3 separate regions of the Sus scrofa genome follow, and all the other regions are linked to region 2. A link is a contact called in public Hi-C data. All regions are on one chromosome and are shown on one strand. Each heading gives the region's core, a stretch centred on a gene start, on an enhancer-like site or on the middle of the called end of the contact. The rest is flanking DNA. Distances are from core to core; before and after follow the strand shown.

Region 1 (3,259 bases), core at 754-3,253, 88 kb before region 2:
ACTGGGATCTTTCTTTTCTTTCTTTTTCGGTTTTAATCTATCCTTTTCTTTACTAGGAGAAAAAAATTTCAATGCACGAGAGAAGGAAAAAACTAACAGTTATAATCTCATCAAAATTAAGTTTCTTTTTTTTGTCTACAAAGGAAATCATACTTTGTGACTTCAATATTATTAATATCAGCAAACACTTTCTGAGCACAAATAACTGTGTGGTAAGAAGCCTGGAATTAACACAATTAATTAGTAAAACATAGTTAAATTTTAAAATGGTTAGCTAGTAATCCATAAGAATTATTAATTGTTAAGTAAATGTTGGTTATATTATTACTTCTTTCTTGGTCAGAAGCTCTCATATCAAGGATCAAAATCCACTTCCAAGCAGTGGGTAAAAAGTCTGATAGTTATCTTCTGATGACTCAGATGTTTCAATGGCAGGGGGGAAAGGGTTCCCCAACATGCCTCTTATAAAAGGCTAAAATATGACAATACACACACCAAATTTAACCTTAATTACTACTAATAAATATTATTAGTGGGGTAAATTTCCTTAAAATTACATAATAAATATAAAGGCTAAGAATACAATTTAATAACTCTAAAGGCTCTAATGAAAATTCCTTTCTTTTGAGGCTCTTAAACACAAGTCCAGTCCTTATTTAATAACTCTATCCATTCTTCACTGAAGCAGGCAAGCTGTTTAGATTCCCCTTATAATAGGGAATATCATTCTACTCTTCCATAGCCATTCTACTTTTTTCTTCCATAGCCATAAATCTTCTTTTTTTTTTTTTGGTCTTTTTTTGTCTTGTTGTTGTTGTTGTTGCTATTTCTTGGGCCGCTCCCGCAGCATACGGAGGTTCCCAGGCGAGGGGTCCAATCGGAGCTGTAGCCACCGGCCTACGCCAGAGCCACAGCAACGCGGGATCCGAGCCGCGTCTGCAACCTACACCACAGCTCACGGCAACGCCGGATCGTTAACCCACTGAGCAAGGGCAGGGACCGAACCCGCAACCTCATGGTTCCTAGTTGGATTCGTTAACCACTGCGCCACAACAGGAACTCCTTTTTTTTTTTTTTTTTTTTTGGTCTTTTTTTGTCTTGTTGTTGTTGTTGCTATCATAAATCTTCTTAGAAGATTTATAAAATGGAGACATCTAGGAGTCTTCCTATTTTTTCCTTCGAAAATACTTGAGTGTCAGGTGCTGGCTGCACAGGAAAACTGGTTTCTGACCTCACGGTCTTTCAACAATCATACGACATCTTTTTCCTTGGGAGTATACGTGCAACAGCAAGAACATAAGGATAATCCTACCACCTCACAGAATTGTTAGAAGGCTTAAATGTGACATGGCAGATACAGTATATAAAACCTGTCGCACAAATTGAACACTTAAAGAGATGCTGAATTCTCATCCCATTCACCACATACTTTATACTTTACTACTTTACGTTATATAAATCCAAGGCACAATAATATTAAAAATACACACAAATAACAACAAAAACTTTGACTACTTATCCCCTGGTGACGCCTATATCTCTGGGCAGTCTACGAACGCAGTTGATTCCAGACACTCACAGTCTCTGATCTCTGAGACTAAGCATTCGCTTCATGATAGCATACTTCCGTGTTTTCTTTTGCTTCCCCTTGAAAGAAAAATTTTAGCGTTAAAAGAGTTGAAAATACATTGCATCTTTGTGAATCCTTTTCTTTTGTCCACTCTCTTCTTCCCTCAAATACCCAGCTCCCCTTACTTACTCTACCTGCCCCAACCCAGCGCTCTCCCCTGTCGCTGGAGCATAAAAAAACACCATTCCGAGCAGTCTAAGATCAGAATGAAAATAAGCAAGAGAAATGTGGTGGAAATTTGACCAAGGACTACTCCCTCAATCTCCGTCCCAAACGTGGTCCGACGATTTCCCTTCTCTCACCATGTTCACGCCGCACTTTAGTTTCTTTTGGAATCACCTGCGGCGCGACAGTTTTGCGTCACCCAATACTGCTTCCGGCAAAGGATAGCCCGGAAGCGGAAGCCACTTTGGGGAACGGAAAAGCCCGAAGCCGGTTCCCAGCTGCGGCCGGGATTTGTATTGAAGTCTCTTGCGGAGAGGGTCGCGGGCTGGATATCTGCGGGTTCTGCCTCCACCTACCGGGGTGGCAGAGCTGGGACCTCGCCGTGCTGCACCCACCTGCTCCGGTAACGTTTCTCTCCTCTTATCACTCCAGCACAGGGCAGAGCCCAGAGGATTTGCCTGCACCAGAGTTCCAGAGAGAGGGAGGACAAGGGTAAGGGGGACGGAATTCTGGGTTGCCCAATAGTTTGGGGAAACCCATTATCCTTATCTTTCAGTGCTGGGGCCCCAGGTCTCTATCATGCTCCTCGGAGGCTCTAATATCTACTTGGTTCTCCCAGCCGTCATGATGCTTCGTGCAACCAGGTGGACAATTCTCATGCTTCTCGCCGAGTGAATACCGTGTATTCGTCCCTGTGAGGCGAGAGATGGTGTAGCATATGAAGGCCTTCTTTAGACACTCTCTGGAAAATTAAGGCGTAAACTTGAATGTGTTACTCGTTACCGAGCCAGGAAAACGTTGGGAAGTACTTAACACTTAGTGTGCAGCCTTGGTGTGTCATCCTTAATGGAAAAGGGAGAGTTTTTGAGAACAGGAAAGGGGAGATAGTCCGTTGAGTATCTGCTATGTAGTTGATGGTTCTTAACCTTTTGGAGCTCCAAGGACGATTATTTAATAAATGGGTACACATACATTTGTCTTACAGTTGTGAGACTCGTGGACTCTGAAGCCCATCTGTGGACCCTCTACATGTCTGTGGACTTCAAGAACCCCTATCTTGTGTACTGTATTTGGCACTTTAATTATATTACCTGCTTTGACTTTCACAATAACGCAAAACCCTGATTTTACAAATGGTGAGATTGAACCTCGGACTTTGTTCAGGAAAGTCTGTTTGATTCCAAAGCATGTACTTTTCTTATTGCGCAAAGCTGTCCTAGTATTTGAAATCCAAAAAGGCTGTGAGGTTGAAAAAAAAAAAAAAAAAGCTGACCATTGCACCATAATCCTTACCGTGAACCATAGTGTATTAACATGAACTTTGGAGTCTGACTGATGGGGTTAAAATCCTCTTCTGTCTCTTACTAGCCATTGGGTGATTTTATCTCTGCTTCAGTTCTTTATCTGTAAAATGGAGGAAATCATGATAATATTTGTCTTACAGGTGTATAGTAAGGACTAAGT
Region 2 (3,384 bases), core at 224-2,723:
CCTGACACAGAGAAGTCTTGGCAGAAAAGGAAAGTCAGAAAATCAGACCACACCCTACGTTCCCCACGACAAGGTCTGGAGCCAGGGGACAGGCCCGGTGGAGGGAGAGGAGGGGTATTCAGCTGGATACAAGATTTGATTCAATTGGATGAGGTTTTGATTTGGACAGGACCAGACTTTTTAGAGCCTGGAAATTGGTCTTAATTATAGACATGAAACTGTTCTTGTGACTGGAGGGGATGGGCAAGCCAAGGACTCTGCTTGAGATGTCATTAAGGGTGGAGAAGAGAAATTCACCATAATGTGGCTGAAGGCAGTGAGGGGAGAACCACAGAGCTGCTTCCTGATTGCCCCTCTTCAGGTTCAGCCCATTCAACAAGTCAGTTACACGGGTAAACAAATAGGAGAATTTCAACTAGTCTAGAGCAGTGAAGCTGAACCAGGGTGATGGACTAGAAAGTGATGACTTGGGAGTGGGAAGGCTGCTCTGCGTTGGAGGGGTCAGGGGTGGCCACTCCAGGCGGTGAAGTTGGAGCTGAGAGGTGAAATGATGATGAGGAGCTGGTCCTGTAAAACATCTTGGCGATGAGTGTTCCCAGGGAGAAGGAGCGGGCATCAACGTGGCTTGTTCCAGGAGCAGAGAGGACGCCAGGGCAGCTGCATTGCGGTGGGTGCCCCACAAGAGGAGAGATAGATCTGAGAGGTGGGCAGTCCTACAGGGCTTTGGAGGCCAAGGTCAGGAGTTGAGGTTGTATTTCAGCATGAAGCATTAATTGAGTCGGCCCTTTGTATGGAAAGTTATAAACTGGTGCCTTCCTGCCTGCTCCATCCCCCTGCCTCTCTAGGAAGCCCATAGGCTGCAGGGGGCTGGGACAGCCATGGTTGCCAGGCCTTTAGACTTTAGGGCAGGGGACCATGTGTGTACATAGTGAGCTCACTCTTGAGTGGTACTAAGATGGGTGGCCATTGGCATTCTAGCAGCCCTGCCCTCTCCCTGCCAGCACAAGGAGTTGAGCACACACCCTGGATCCATCAGAGGCTCATCCAATCCGTAGGGAGTGAGGGGTTGAATGGGAGTCTAGGGAATGGACCTCTGAGCCCCAGGCAGGAGGCACCTGCATTTCATTCGCCTCTTGGACACACGCTGTCTCCTTGAGTGACCTTATTCCAGGTCTTCCATGTTTTTTTCCTCCGTGAAAAAGAGGACACCTCTTGCAGGTTCTGTCAACGCCTCAGGCCTGGGCTCGACCCTGACGCAAACAGGAAAGGGATTAAGATCAAGGAAGGAAGGCGGCTGGCAGCGGCAGGTCTCTACAAGACGCAGGACGGCTAAGACGCCGCCAAGTCCACCAGAGGGCGCGCTCCCTCCAGGCGACCTTCCAGCGCGCCCGCGTCCCACCACTGCGGAGGGAGGCGAGCGGCCTCGCGCTGCCCCAGCCCTAGAGGCACCCCTGGCCGACGCCCCCAGTGGCCCGGGAGGAAAACGAAGGACCCGGGGCCCATCCTTCGGAGCCTGTCTATCATGCCGTCTTGGCACCTCTCCTGATATCCTTCAGACGTTCGAGGCTGTAGCCTTGGGTCATCCAACCCGGCGTTTGTCCCTGAGGTCAGGGGCTGGAGATGAATTCTGGACAGGTCAGCAGTTTAGCCTGCCCAGGACAGGAGAAAGGTGGCTCGGGGCTGCCCCTGTCCCAGCAGGCGTCATTTCCCCTACCAGACCTTGGTCCGCCCTGCGCCGCCCCCAGTTCCTCACGGGTTAACCCCCCTCGCCGCCCGCTCGCTTCCCGGTGCCAAAGTGGGTGTTGCTGGAATTCCTCTCTCCCTCTCCCGTAATGAGGGGGCTGAGCTGTCCCTCCGAGGAGGGGGCATGGTGTGGATAAAAGAGACGAAAAGTCAGGGGGAGGTTTCCAAAAATAAAACGCTCCGATTCCCCTTCAGAAGGCTACAGTGACTGGGAGAAGGCGCGAAGGTGCAACAGCAGTGCGCGCGCAGCTGGAGACAGAGCGCGATCGCTGGGCTCAGGGCGCGCAGCCCCGGGCCGCTCCCGCCGCCAGGCCCTCGCTCCAGAGAGAGCCCGGCCCGTAGTCTGACTCGGGGGCCCTAGACGGGGAAAGGCGGGCCACCCGGTGGGGTCCGGAGCGCAGCCCGCTGGCGGCCTGGCGCACCGACAGCTAGCCCCTGGGCTGTTCCCCGTGCGCACCGCTCTGCAGCCGCCCAGGCGCCATGAGGCCCTCGACCACCCGCCGCTGCCCCGGGCGCGCCCTGAGGAACCCCTGGAGGAGCTTCCTGCCGCTCACCCTGGCTCTCTTCGTGGGCTTGGGTCATGCTCAGAGGGACCCGGTGGGAAGATACGAGCCGGCTGGCAGGGACGCGAATCGGCTGCGGCGCCCCGGGGGCAGCCACCCCGCAGCGGCTGCAGCCAAGGTGTACGGTCTGTTCCGGGATCAGGACGCGTCGGTCCCGGGTTTGCCGCCCGAGGAGCGGGCCCAGCCTGGCTGGGGCAGCGCCAGGAGGCCCGCCGAGACCGAGGCCAGGAGGCCGCCCCGCGCGCAGCAGCCGCGTCGAGTCCAGCCACCTGCGCAGACCTGGAGAAGCCGTTCCTTGAGCCAGCAGCAGCCGGCATCCCGGGACCGGGCTGCCGCAGCTCTCCCGCGCCTCGGGACGGTTCAGCGGCCGCGAGCTGCGCGAGGGCGGCTTACGGGGTGAGCATTGGAGAGGGAAGCATGGGGGCTAAAGGGAGCGAGGGCCAGTCTCCCGTGCGCTCTTTCGTGGAGGGATGTGCAGGCGAGAGGAGAGGGCGCCCGGCTCCGCCCTTCGTCCCTCTCTCCTTAGTACTGCAGGGAAACAGACCGAGGTCCCAAAGTTGGGCTCGATCTGACCCGCTTTCAAAGAAAAACACCATCCGTACCCTTTCGTACCAGCTCGTGGTGACCCGACGTTAAATCCTTACCCAAGGAGTGGGTGCGTTCTCCCGCCCTCCCTCAGCCCGCCTCTAACCGGTGCCTGAAGACGCCCGCAACGATGCAGGGATCCGAAAGGGAGGCGAGAGGGGGCAGGAGGGTAGACGTTCCAGGGCTTGAGGCCCAGGGGAAGCCGAGTGGGCTCAGAGCGCGGGTAGGTGGAGGATGTTGAGGCTCCGGAGTGCGAAGGCAGATGCATCTCCAGGAAGGGTGCTGTCAACGAAGTCTGCTCTTGGGGACAAGAGTATGGATTGGGGCACAGATCCGCCTGAGCCCGCGGATGGCTGGGCTGGAAGTGGGGGTAGGCTCGCGGGCAGGAGCCCCCGATATGGCTGAGACACTGCGGGTACGTGGGGTTTGTGTGTGCGCCTATACCGCTCGGTGTCCGCGCGACTCTCACGCTTTTCAGGGCTGAGTCTCCCTG
Region 3 (3,292 bases), core at 34-2,533, 110 kb after region 2:
TCTTCTGTTTTCTGAAATACAGAGGAAGCTTTCCTATTACCTTTGACAGGTGCTGGTTTTCTCTGAGGCAAAAGGGTTCACTAGAATGACTCCTAGGAAGCGTGTAGAGATTTAGGGCCTGGAATCTAAACCAGTCTGACTCTCTACCAACTATGCTATGGACCTAGACAGGGCAGTTTTCCTCCTAGGACTTCGTTATTTTGAATCAAGACAATGAATCTTCACTGTACCCCCACTCTGTGAGAAGGGTGGTGTTCAGGACCCTCGGAAAAACCTCTTAAATTTGTAATAAAAGGAGTTCCCATCATGGCACAGCAGAAATGACTCCAACTAGGAACCATGAAGATGAGGGTTCGATCCCTGGCCTCGCTCAGTAGGTTAAGAATCTGGTGTTGCTGTGTGCTGTGGTGCCAAGGTCGCAGACAGGACTGGGATCCTGCGTTGCTGTGGCTGTGGTGTAGGCCAGCAGCTGCAGCTCTGATTCGACCCCTAGCCTGGGAACCTCCCTATGCAGCGGGTGCGGCCCTTTTTAAAAAGCAAAAATAATAATAATAAATAAATTTGGAATAAAAGAGCACCTTAAGCTGAAGGCACTTTTATCCCTCCCACACATTCTCTGAGAACCCACCCCTTTCTCCTTGCCTGTCGTCGGGGTTGATAACTGTATCCAGTGAAAATTTGTATTGGAATCCGGAGCATCCTCCTCCCTCCACCTCCAGTCTGAGGAATTCTGACCCTTCGGTGATTTCCAGAAGCCTCTGAAATGCAGGAAGGGAGGTCAAGAATTCCAGGCAAGGGAGAGAGACGGATAAGCCAAGGGAAAGTACCCCTACTCCCAGCCCTCGCCAGCCACGGGCGCCCCGTGTCCGGCCTCTTACCTGGACGCAGCTGTCGGTAAGGTGGATCTGCCCTTCGCCAGCTTCAGGGTTGGAGGACGACATTTCCCGAAGAGCCCAAGGTCCGCGAGAGGCCGCGAGGAGCCTGCTGAGCAAGGAAGGAGGGTGAGCCTGGGAGCAAAAGGCCGGTAACCTCTACCTGGACAGCCTCACGCCAAACCTGATGTCCCTCCACCTGGACAGCTTCACGCCAAACCTTCACCTCCTCCACGAGCCTTAGTTTCCCCTTAGTCTCGGGGGCGCAGAACCAAACACCCTTCCCAAATGACTTCCTAGGCTTGCTGGTACCTGCCCCTTTGCCAGGGGGTGACCGCTCTCAGAGCCGCAGCTGTTATGTATAAACCCCGAACGGCCGCCATTTTCCTCTACAAACCCCGCCTCTCGCACTGCCCCAATCCCCTTCTCGGCCTGGGCCTCGGGAGGCGGGACTCATAGAGGCCCCGCCTTTAGGCACACCTATTGGATGGTGCAGGAGGAGGAAGGATTTGATTGGTTAGAGATGCTCCCCTGCGGAAGCGGGGACACACCCACAAAGCCCCCGCGGAGCGCTGGAGGGAGGAGCAGGGAGGAACGCAGAGGGCTGCAGCTTCTCTTGCTGCGGAGCAGGCCAGATGGGCGGAGATAGGGAATGTCTGGGACCCTGTGTCTGGCTTCCTAGAGCCGGGGGCGGGGCGCAGGCGGACCTCGGTCCCAGTTGCTGGTCACGGGTCGCCTGACTGGGCTCCTCCCTCGGCCCGCCCCTGAAGGTTTATCTTGTGACCGCGGCAGCTGGCTTTCCTTCCGTGAGCTTGAAACCTCCTGAGCTGCGATGCATTTCTTGGCCGCTGCGTTCCTGCTCCTGACACTCAGCGCTTCTGCCCTGGCCGAGCCGGTGCATTTCAGGGACTGCGGTGAGCCCCGGGGCCAGTCCAAGGTTCCCACGCCCTCTGCGGGACCCCCGCCGGAACCTGATGCTAAGACCTCAGGCTGGGTTGGGTGGGTCCCGCGGGCGTCTAGACTCAGCCTCAGACTTCTCGTGAAGTGGGCTAAAATGAGTTGGGGTAGGGGACAAGGTAGTGGCCTCGATAAAACCCGACTACTCACAACGTTGTCTCTTTCCTTGGAAAGCGTGTTTGGGGCCCCAGGATATTCCTGGAGATGGGCCTATGCTGAAGTTTCCTAAAGTTTGTAGGGCAAACATCTGAAGGTTCTTATTCAGCGTAGTGGGTAAGGGATGCGGTTCAAAACTTTTTTCTTTATGTAAAAATACGTATTTATTTATGTATTTAAGATTTTGGATGACCTCTCCCTCCACACTCCCTTTGCTTTTTTAAATTTCCCTTTTGCTGAGAAGTCAAAAGTCAGTTCTCCTTTTCATTGTTGGTTCCATTAGGGATTTCCTTGGTCTGTGGAATTTTGTGATGCTGACGAGTTTGTTTCTCCCTCCTGTTTTTGAAACTCCTCTTTCTGGTCACAACTTGTGACAGTGACACATAACCCTCTCTGGCTGTTGTGGTTGGCATGTGTGCTGAAAAACACAACAGGCGAGTAGAAATTGTAAATTCCTTCAGTCAGGTCTATCAAATTAACTGTTCTTGCAGAACTTTTCTGAGGTAGAGAAGTGTAATGATAAAGAGGCATGGAACGGATTTTATAAAACTTGTGAGCTGGAGGGAACCTCGGCGATCCTGGAGTGAATCACCAAATTCCAGAAACGTTAGCTAACTTACCCAGTCACACAGCAGAATGACACCCAGAATAAATGTCCTCCTTTCTATCTAGTGCCCAGGTAATGCTGACTGCTCAATAAATATGCGCTGGAAAAGTGAATGAGACAATAAATACTCTTTCCACTATGTTATCCGAATTCATGTTGAGCCAAAAGCAAAGTTGGAGACTAGGGGACAGGACTGATAGAAGAACAAAAACCACTGGCTTGTTAATCCTTAACAAATGCTCCCCCATGGAACTAGGAGACTGGCACTTGAAAGATGCTATTATTACCTCAAATTACTGTCTTTGCCTCCACTAAACTTAGTGGCCAACATTTGGATGAAGACACTGTGTTAGCTCGACCAACTCATTCCGTTCTCACAATCTGTTTTACAGATGAGGAAACAGGCACCTAGAGTAACTTGCCCAAGTTCTTAGAGCTAGTAAGCAGTAAGAAACTAGTGAGTGTTTGTAAGTCACTTGGGGTTTCAAAGTTAACAGTAAAAAAACAACCACCACCTAAGGAAACTAAACCCCAGCATTGTTCTGCTCATTGGAAAAAAAAGCAGGTGAACATCTATGGCAAGAACTTCTTAAGGGAAAGAGGGCTTCCGTTACAGACTTTCAGTTTACTTTTGAATTGGGAAGTACAATATTAAAAACCTTAGGGCCCACATCAAAAGGATTTTTGAGTTCCACTCTAG

What was found. Hi-C and Micro-C count contacts between places; a contact is called where the count stands out from the background.
Region 1: a contact with region 2 is called in a Hi-C map of embryonic fibroblasts, with 3 times the contacts expected there. The contact joins the promoter of AREL1 here to the promoter of LTBP2 in region 2. A contact is called at or near these places in 2 of 5 promoter capture datasets (fetal liver and liver) and 5 of 47 Hi-C or Micro-C datasets (embryonic fibroblasts, liver, omental adipose tissue and 1 more).
Region 3: a contact with region 2 is called in a Hi-C map of skeletal muscle, with 4 times the contacts expected there. The contact joins the promoter of ISCA2 here to the promoter of LTBP2 in region 2. A contact is called at or near these places in 1 of 5 promoter capture datasets (fetal skeletal muscle), 4 of 47 Hi-C or Micro-C datasets (embryonic fibroblasts, heart right ventricle and skeletal muscle) and 1 of 2 datasets of contacts at active chromatin or transcription factors (skeletal muscle).

The regions. Positions count from the first base shown.
Region 1 is chr7:97,939,676-97,942,934 of Sscrofa11.1, reverse strand. AREL1 (apoptosis-resistant E3 ubiquitin protein ligase 1) reads left to right here and starts at 2,003. Exons shown (of 20, transcript XM_005656411.3): 1 at 2,003-2,198. It overlaps FCF1 (rRNA-processing protein FCF1 homolog), which reads right to left and starts at 1,942. Exons shown (of 8, transcript XM_013989168.2): 1 at 1,874-1,942; 2 at 1,580-1,647; 3 at 1-52. The coding sequence starts at 1,614.
Region 2 is chr7:97,850,937-97,854,320 of Sscrofa11.1, reverse strand. LTBP2 (latent-transforming growth factor beta-binding protein 2) reads left to right here and starts at 1,473. Exons shown (of 34, transcript XM_021099520.1): 1 at 1,473-2,702. The coding sequence starts at 2,224.
Region 3 is chr7:97,738,470-97,741,761 of Sscrofa11.1, reverse strand. ISCA2 (iron-sulfur cluster assembly 2 homolog, mitochondrial) reads right to left here and starts at 1,283. Exons shown (of 4, transcript XM_003482288.4): 1 at 1,185-1,283; 2 at 879-981; 3 at 643-758. The coding sequence starts at 1,255. NPC2 (NPC intracellular cholesterol transporter 2) reads left to right here and starts at 1,675. Exons shown (of 4, transcript NM_214206.1): 1 at 1,675-1,786. The coding sequence starts at 1,705.